Linked DNA regions of Triticum aestivum: region 2 is linked to region 1. Evidence: chromatin contacts called from public Hi-C data. All regions are on one chromosome and are shown on one strand. Each heading gives the region's core, a stretch centred on a gene start, on an enhancer-like site or on the middle of the called end of the contact. The rest is flanking DNA. Distances are from core to core; before and after follow the strand shown.

Region 1 (3,782 bases), core at 302-2,801:
AGCCGGCTTTGTCGGCTTTGTGTTCCTACATGGTGGTACTGTTATGTCATGGAAGTCTTCAAAACAGACTTTGGTGGCAACATCTACCAATCATTCTGAAATAATTTCATTATTTGAAATAACATGCAAATGTGTGTGGCTTCGCAGAATGATCGATAAAATCACCTACCATTATCACAGATGCAAACAGGATTCAACAAGAGTAATATCACTCACATATTTCTCCTAAGTGGTTTTTTCCCATGATCTTCAGAAAAACGGGGAAATAAACATTTGCAAGTTAAATCATGTGAAAAATCATTGTTTAAACATCACATTACGCTATCTCTCTTTGTGAGTTTATGTTTGAGGTTCTTATCAATGATTTTAATGAAGAGCTTTTGGAGAAGAATTCTATTGAGATGATGACAACGCCTGGACAATTATGAGAAGATTCTACATGGTAGAGCGTAGATTAGAGGAAGTGTTGTGATTAATTAGCACATGTAATTAGTGGGGAATCTTCCCTTGCCCAACCGTCATTGTGGTTCCTCGCGCAACGGAGGTCTCTCTCTCTCGTATCCCCTGAAACTGACGCATCCTCTCGGATCGTCGCGTCTCTCCAGTCCATATAAATTGTACTCCGTAACTCCCAATCAATAGAAGTTTCCATTGACTTCAAAACACAAACAAAGCATCTGATATGATGAAGGGATACTGCCTACTACTCCCTCCGATCACAAGTGTCGCCAATCAAGTCACGATGCATGCCAAAGCACATTCCAATTCAGACCAAAACATGCTTACTGATGACTAATTGAGAAAAATATCCAGAATAATTGTTCTAACCACAAATATCCATTGAAAAAATCATTACCAGACGTACACGGAATTCATGGCGCTAATCAACTCCGTCATCGAATCAGACCACCTGATCAATCACTGTCGATCTCTGGGCTCTGGGCCTCTGCGTAGGCGTAGGTGAGGCCGCACTTGCCGCAGGCGTGGCGGTCGGCGTGCGCCGCCATGAAGGTGCCGGCGCCGCAGTCCGGGTTGGGGCACTCCTTGCGCAGCCTCTCCACCTTGCCCGTGGCGTCGTCCACCCTGTAGTAGCCGAGCACGGCGAGCGGGGTCTTCTCGCGCTCGTGCTTGACCTTCTTGGGCGTCGAGTAGGTCTTCTTCTTGCGCTTCTTGGCGCCGCCGCGCAGGCGGAGGACCAGGTGCAGCGTCGACTCCTTCTGGATGTTGTAGTCGGCCAGCGTGCGCCCGTCCTCCAGCTGCTTCCCGGCGAAGATGAGCCGCTGCTGGTCCGGCGGGATCCCCTCCTTGTCCTGGATCTTGGCCTTGACGTTGTCGATCGTGTCCGACGACTCCACCTCCAGCGTGATCGTCTTCCCCGTCAGCGTCTTCACGAAGATCTGCATCTTGCCCTCGTTCGCCGGTCGCCGAGAATTATGACCTGTTTCGTCGGCAGCGGCGGCGGCGGCGGCGTGGATTGGGAGCTTTGGTTGGTCGGGCAACGTCGCGGCCCATGGGGGGTGGAGATGGGGTTATATGTAAGCCTGGTTCGTTTGATAGGCCGTCCGATACGCGACGGACGCCTGTGATCGAGCGGGTCTGAACCGACTCGTGAACGAGCCGGACACGGCAAGGACCCGTGAGACGGAGACCAGACCAGAGAAGTAAAACCAAAGCGGCGCACGCGACGCCTGAAACGGGGAGAGGAGAGAGAGCCGGTGAAGCGCGCGGCGAGCGGAGGCAGAGGGGCGCCGCGTTCGCCCGGTGAGAGAGACGATGTCGTCCATCGGCTCCTCTAACATCGGCTTCCAGGTCCGTCCCTCGCTTGGTTTCTTCTGCTGCCCATCCATCCTTCCCTCCCTCCCCTCGCGGAGGATTAGGGTTTGATGCTTTGTTGCCCTGCGTGAGCCTGATGGTCGTGTGTTCTTGGGTTGCTGCAGCTGCTGAAGAAATCCGGGTGGAAGGAGGGCACCGGCCTCGGTGCGCAGGAGCAGGTCCGTGTCTCTGTTCTCTTTTCTCTTCTCCCCGATCAAGATCTCATCTGTCCATTTTCACCCAATCCGTATGTTGATTTTAGGGATAATTGTGTTAGTTGTAGCATCGTACTCCCAACGCGAGGCTTAGTTCTCCTTGTTTTTCTATTCTTGGTACTAGATTATATGATCCATTGTGAATCAAATTGTTCTGTGTTTCTCCAGTGTTGTGTCTTATTGCTTATCTTTGAGATCATTGCGTATCAAATTGTCTCATATTGTGGACTTAACAAAATGATAAAGGGCGTGCTGAAATTAGTTTGGTTTCTGGGTAATGATCACAATCGGACAAATACAGTTAAATGCTTGAATTTGTTAACTATAAACAACTTACCTTTGCTTCTTGTATAATCTTGGTTCAGTTCACAAGCTCAGGAGTATGTGTCTAACTGAACACATCCATGGGTTTTAAAACAACAAATGCGTGGTTGGCCGTCTGCTGTATATAACAAATCGTGATTACACACTTGGTAGAAGCTGGCTTGTTGCTTATAATTGCCTAGTTACTCCTGTATTATTTCTGTTTGTGTACTCACTTTGCCAAACTGTCATGAAACAGGGGCGGTTGGAACCAGTAGAAACTCGTGTCAAGAACAACAAACGCGGTTTAGGTTCCAAAGAACCAAAGCCAAAGCCAAAGGTCGAGGATGATGTTGAAACAGCTCCTAGTAAAAGACCCAAGGTGAGCAAAGCATTCTTGTTGACTTGATTCCAAGAACTGTTTTGTTGTAGTTCATAGGTTCCGCCGATTTCACAAAATTTGTTTACTACTACCTCCGTTCACTATTACAAGATGCTCTAACTTTTTCATGAATCTGATGTATATAGACATGTTTTAATGTGTTTATTCACTCATTTCAATCCGTATGTAGCTATATTGAGATGTCCAAAACGTCTTATAATAGTGAACAGAGGGAGTACTATTTACTGATTACAGATCCTTTGTGTGGTACTATTGAAAAAAGTGTATGTGTTTATATATAGTTAAATTGAACAAACGTAACATGTTATATTGGATGCTCATCAATTTCTTTCCGTGGAGTATTTGTAAGGTTTAGAAGATAATACTGATGTGTCCTTGTACATTTCTGCATCTCGAACCAGCGTACTTGTAGTCATCACTGATCTGATTTTCTTTTTTCATCAATATCTGACTTAATGCCACAAAATGTTGCTATTATCAGCAGGACGCGCCGGCAACGAAGAAGGCAAAGTTGGCCGCAAAGAGGATACGAAAGATGCAGGAAGAGGAGAAGAGAGCACAAGAGAGGGAATTCGAAATTGCTTTCTTCAGGGAATTTTGGCCTGATAATGTGTAAACCACAAACCTGACAGCGTTGCACCCGTTGGCATCAGCTGATAATGCCATTGTACATCTTATCGATGCTTCTGCAGTTTGCAACTGCTGTTCACTGTTTCTGTCTTTGTTCTGGTCCAAGTGTTGCATTTATTCAGCTGTAGATGTTTGTGCCCTGCAGAGATATGTTGTAGTAACTTGTAACAGACGTTCTTTGATTGTAGAAAATGTCACTTGGATTTTTTACTGCTGCTGGGGTAATATTAGGCACTAGCAACTTTCAGGTGTACCAGGCAACCAAAAACACATTTAAAAGCTGTGACTAGAGATGAACATATATACCATGTCATAAAATCTAAGGTCTGAATTCAATTCACAAATTGACAGACAAAATGGCAAAATATGGTGTAATGTAAAGAAAATGGGCAAAACATGAGTTGATTCTCACAAAAAAT
Region 2 (3,434 bases), core at 714-3,213, 470 kb before region 1:
TAGCCCTCAAGCTCCAGCGGCATCACTTTTCAGATTTAGATCTATCTTGCCTTATCTCTTCATATTCAGATCTGGTGCTAATTAATGAAAAAATAGTCCAGTCCAGCTTGCTGGTATGAGTTGCCCCAAGCAATTTCCCGTATCTTGAGGCCTCATTCGGTTTGGAGGAAACCAAAATGTAGGAATTAGGAGTAATATAGGAATTTGATAGGATGACACTTGCCATCCTAAAGAATTGTCTTGCCTTGTTCTTACGCATAAAATGAGCTTTAAGTAGATGTGTATATTCCTCCATAAACATAGGAAATGAATAGTATTTCTACAAAATTCCCGTACCCGTTTCCTACAAACCGAATGCATCTATAGAAAAGTTTCCTATGGAATCCATGTTCCTATGTTTTCACATAAAAATCCTCCAAATCGAATGAGGCCTGAGTTTTTAGGGCCTGTTATGAAGTCCTCCCACTCCACGCTTTTCCAACTCTAGGCGTGGAGCCGGACAAAACGTTTGAGCTTCGTGGAGTCAGCTTCACGAAGCGGTACAAGCCTGTAGTGCAAATTGCTGAAGCTGCTAAAGCCGAGCTTCACAAAACGAAGAAGCAAGGAGTTCCTAGTAATTACAAGAGATTACCACCGCGAAGTACAAAAAACGATTCACGAAACAGCTCCCAGCCATGCGTGGGATGCTCGCCTCGCTAGTATCTTGTGCGAGCGCATGTGGCCAGCCCTCCTCCACACAACGATGCAAGGTGGGCTTCCTTCATCCGGCCAAAACCGGCACCCAACAGGCCAATAGACTCCCAGCTGGGCCAAATCGTGGAGAGAATCTATGAACACTGCCGAACGAATGGAATCGCCGGGTGAAGTTGGAAGCAAGCTCCAAAAGCTGGTTTTGTGGAGTTTGAGAAGCCCGGAGAGGTTCAGAACAGGCCCTTAGTCCCTTCCTTCCACTTTTTTGAAAATGTGATTGTACTAAGGTAAAGATGGTAAATGAAGCCATCGATGCTCACTCAGAAGTACAAAAAATTGGATAGATTCAAACTCTTTTTCTTATGGAAGAATGTTCACCTTTCTTGCACACTTTATTTTTGTCTCAGAGTCAAAGGTGAATTTTCTACCCACTGTTTATATTACCTCTACTTCATCATAAAGTACCCCCTCCGTCCTCAAATAAATACAAAACATTGTATTAAATTTACTATAAAGTTTGTTCAATATTGAATCACTTATTTTGAGACAGAGGAAGTAACAAGTAACAGTACATATTTTATCATCTCACTAGTCCCATTATATGTCTGGTTACTCCAAACCTGAAAAAGTAACAGTACAGATTTTACTAACGGCTAGTTGCTTCAAACTTTGAAAAAGTATTTCTTTATGTTTTTTATGTGTGTTCCTATCCTGTAAATCAAATGACATTTCATTTTCTATGATCTCAGCACTCATAGGATTCAAGATACATGCACCATATTTTCTATACTTTTTCTATTCCTATGCAATTCATATCCTACGAACCAGAGATAGCCTAAAGTTAGGATAAGGCAGGGAGAAGAGCGGTGGGCAAGCCCCACGGGTGCACGTGTCACGCAACAGAGGCGGCTTGCGCGGCGAGAAATCAGCCGGTCTAAAAGGATACTTTTCCGTGATCTAATGGATAAACAAAGATAATATGGCTTGTAGTGCAGATAAGGCTTGTAGTGCATTCGTGCTTGAAGAAATCAGGAGACAAACGGACAAGTATGTGCGACTTTTTCATTTGAAGACAACGTGATCCTCCGAACTTTCTTGCATCACATTTTTTATACATTTCTTTATTTTATAAAAATAAACAGTAGAAGGATTGTTCTACGGTCCATGGTCGAAGAAAAAAAGGAGACGAAGTCAAGTCAATTCTTTTGACTGAGCTTTCACTACCATCAGGCATCGACACCCTATATATAATCCCATAGCACAGGCAGCAAATCACATCCACACCACTAGCTCAGCGACACAGGCCTGCAAGCCTGCAACACCCGCTACAAAATGAAGCTTCAGGTAGCCACAGTCGCCTCCTTCCTCCTGGTGGCCTTGGCCGCGACGGCCCAGGCCGTGACGTTCGACGCGTCGAACAAGGCGTCGGGCACCTCCGGCGGCCGGCGGTTTGAGCAGGCCGTCGGCCTCCCATACTCCAAGAAGGTCCTCTCCGACGCCTCCGCCTTCATCTGGAAAACCTTCAACCAGCGCGGCGTCGGCGACCGCAAGCCTGTGGATGCCGTCACCCTCGTCGTCGAGGACATCAGCGGCGTCGCCTTCACCAGCGCCAACGGCATCCACCTCAGCGCCCAGTACGTCGGCGGCATCTCCGGCGACGTCAAGAAGGAGGTGACCGGCGTGCTGTACCACGAGGCGACGCACGTGTGGCAGTGGAACGGGCAGGGCAGGGCGAACGGCGGGCTCATCGAGGGCATCGCCGACTACGTGCGGCTCAAGGCCGGGTTCGCGCCGGGGCACTGGGTGAAGCCGGGGCAGGGCGACCGGTGGGATCAGGGGTACGACGTCACGGCGAGGTTCCTCGACTACTGCGACTCGCTCAAGCCCGGGTTCGTCGCGCAGCTCAACGCCAAGATGAAGAGTGGGTACACCGACGACTTCTTCGCGCAGATTCTCGGGAAGAACGTGCAGCAGCTGTGGAAGGACTACAAAGCCAAGTTTAGAGGCTGAACGCACGATAAGTTGATGGGTCATTCACGGTGTGATGGCATAACGCACTACTTCGAATAAGACGTGTGTGATGGCATAACACACTATATATACTGAAATGATCAACAGAACATGTACCTTACGCTCTATAGTGAAAGATAAATAAACGATTTCACTAATTCGAAATCGACTTTGAGTTACATGTTACTGGTCTTAAGTTGGCGATACGTGAGTGCGTTTGTGCGGTGGTGTGAGTGTGCGTGTTGTAATCGGTTTTCTAGAAAAAACAAAAGGTTGTTTGGACTTGGAAAGTTTTAAAGCTGTTTGCGCACAACATGCTTGGATGGGTGGATTCAAAACCGCTCTGCGTACCACGATTTTTTGTCCTATATTTGTAGAACTAGACAGTGAAGACATGCAGCATGTTATGGCCCACAAACTGGATCAACTCTGATTGTACTAGTGTTGGATACAAATTCATGATATGTAGTGGCAGCTAGTTTTGAAATAGAAAACCCTGGAAATTAGGTTTTGTTGGATGTAGCCCATTTTAGATTGTTTTGTGGTGAATTTGATTCCAATAATCGAATTCGTTTTTGATTCTTTGATTTGCAATTGGTGTTTGATTGATGGCAAGTAGGTCGAAGCTGGAAGAGGGCGATGGATTTGTTTTGCGCCGGGGATGAGCTTTTGCTGGCCAAGTGCCACGAGATATACACCTGGTTTCCGAGCGTGAAATCTCTCGTGATGCACTC

What was found. A called contact is a pair of places that touch in the nucleus more often than the background predicts.
Region 2: a contact with region 1 is called in a Hi-C map of leaf, with 5 times the contacts expected there. The contact joins the promoter of LOC123122480 here to the promoter of LOC123122458 in region 1. A contact is called at or near these places in 3 of 5 Hi-C or Micro-C datasets (all in leaf).

Annotation. Positions count from the first base shown.
Region 1 is chr1B:335,733,954-335,737,735 of IWGSC CS RefSeq v2.1, reverse strand. It overlaps LOC123122458 (G patch domain-containing protein 11), which reads left to right and starts at 1,551. Exons shown (of 4, transcript XM_044542666.1): 1 at 1,551-1,809; 2 at 1,938-1,991; 3 at 2,590-2,712; 4 at 3,218-3,573. The coding sequence starts at 1,774. The coding sequence ends at 3,349. LOC123122448 (ubiquitin-40S ribosomal protein S27a-2) reads right to left here and starts at 1,497. Exons shown (of 1, transcript XM_044542653.1): 1 at 766-1,497. The coding sequence starts at 1,403. The coding sequence ends at 915.
Region 2 is chr1B:336,202,788-336,206,221 of IWGSC CS RefSeq v2.1, reverse strand. It overlaps LOC123122480, which reads left to right and starts at 1,963. Exons shown (of 1, transcript XM_044542683.1): 1 at 1,963-2,881. The coding sequence starts at 2,023. The coding sequence ends at 2,700.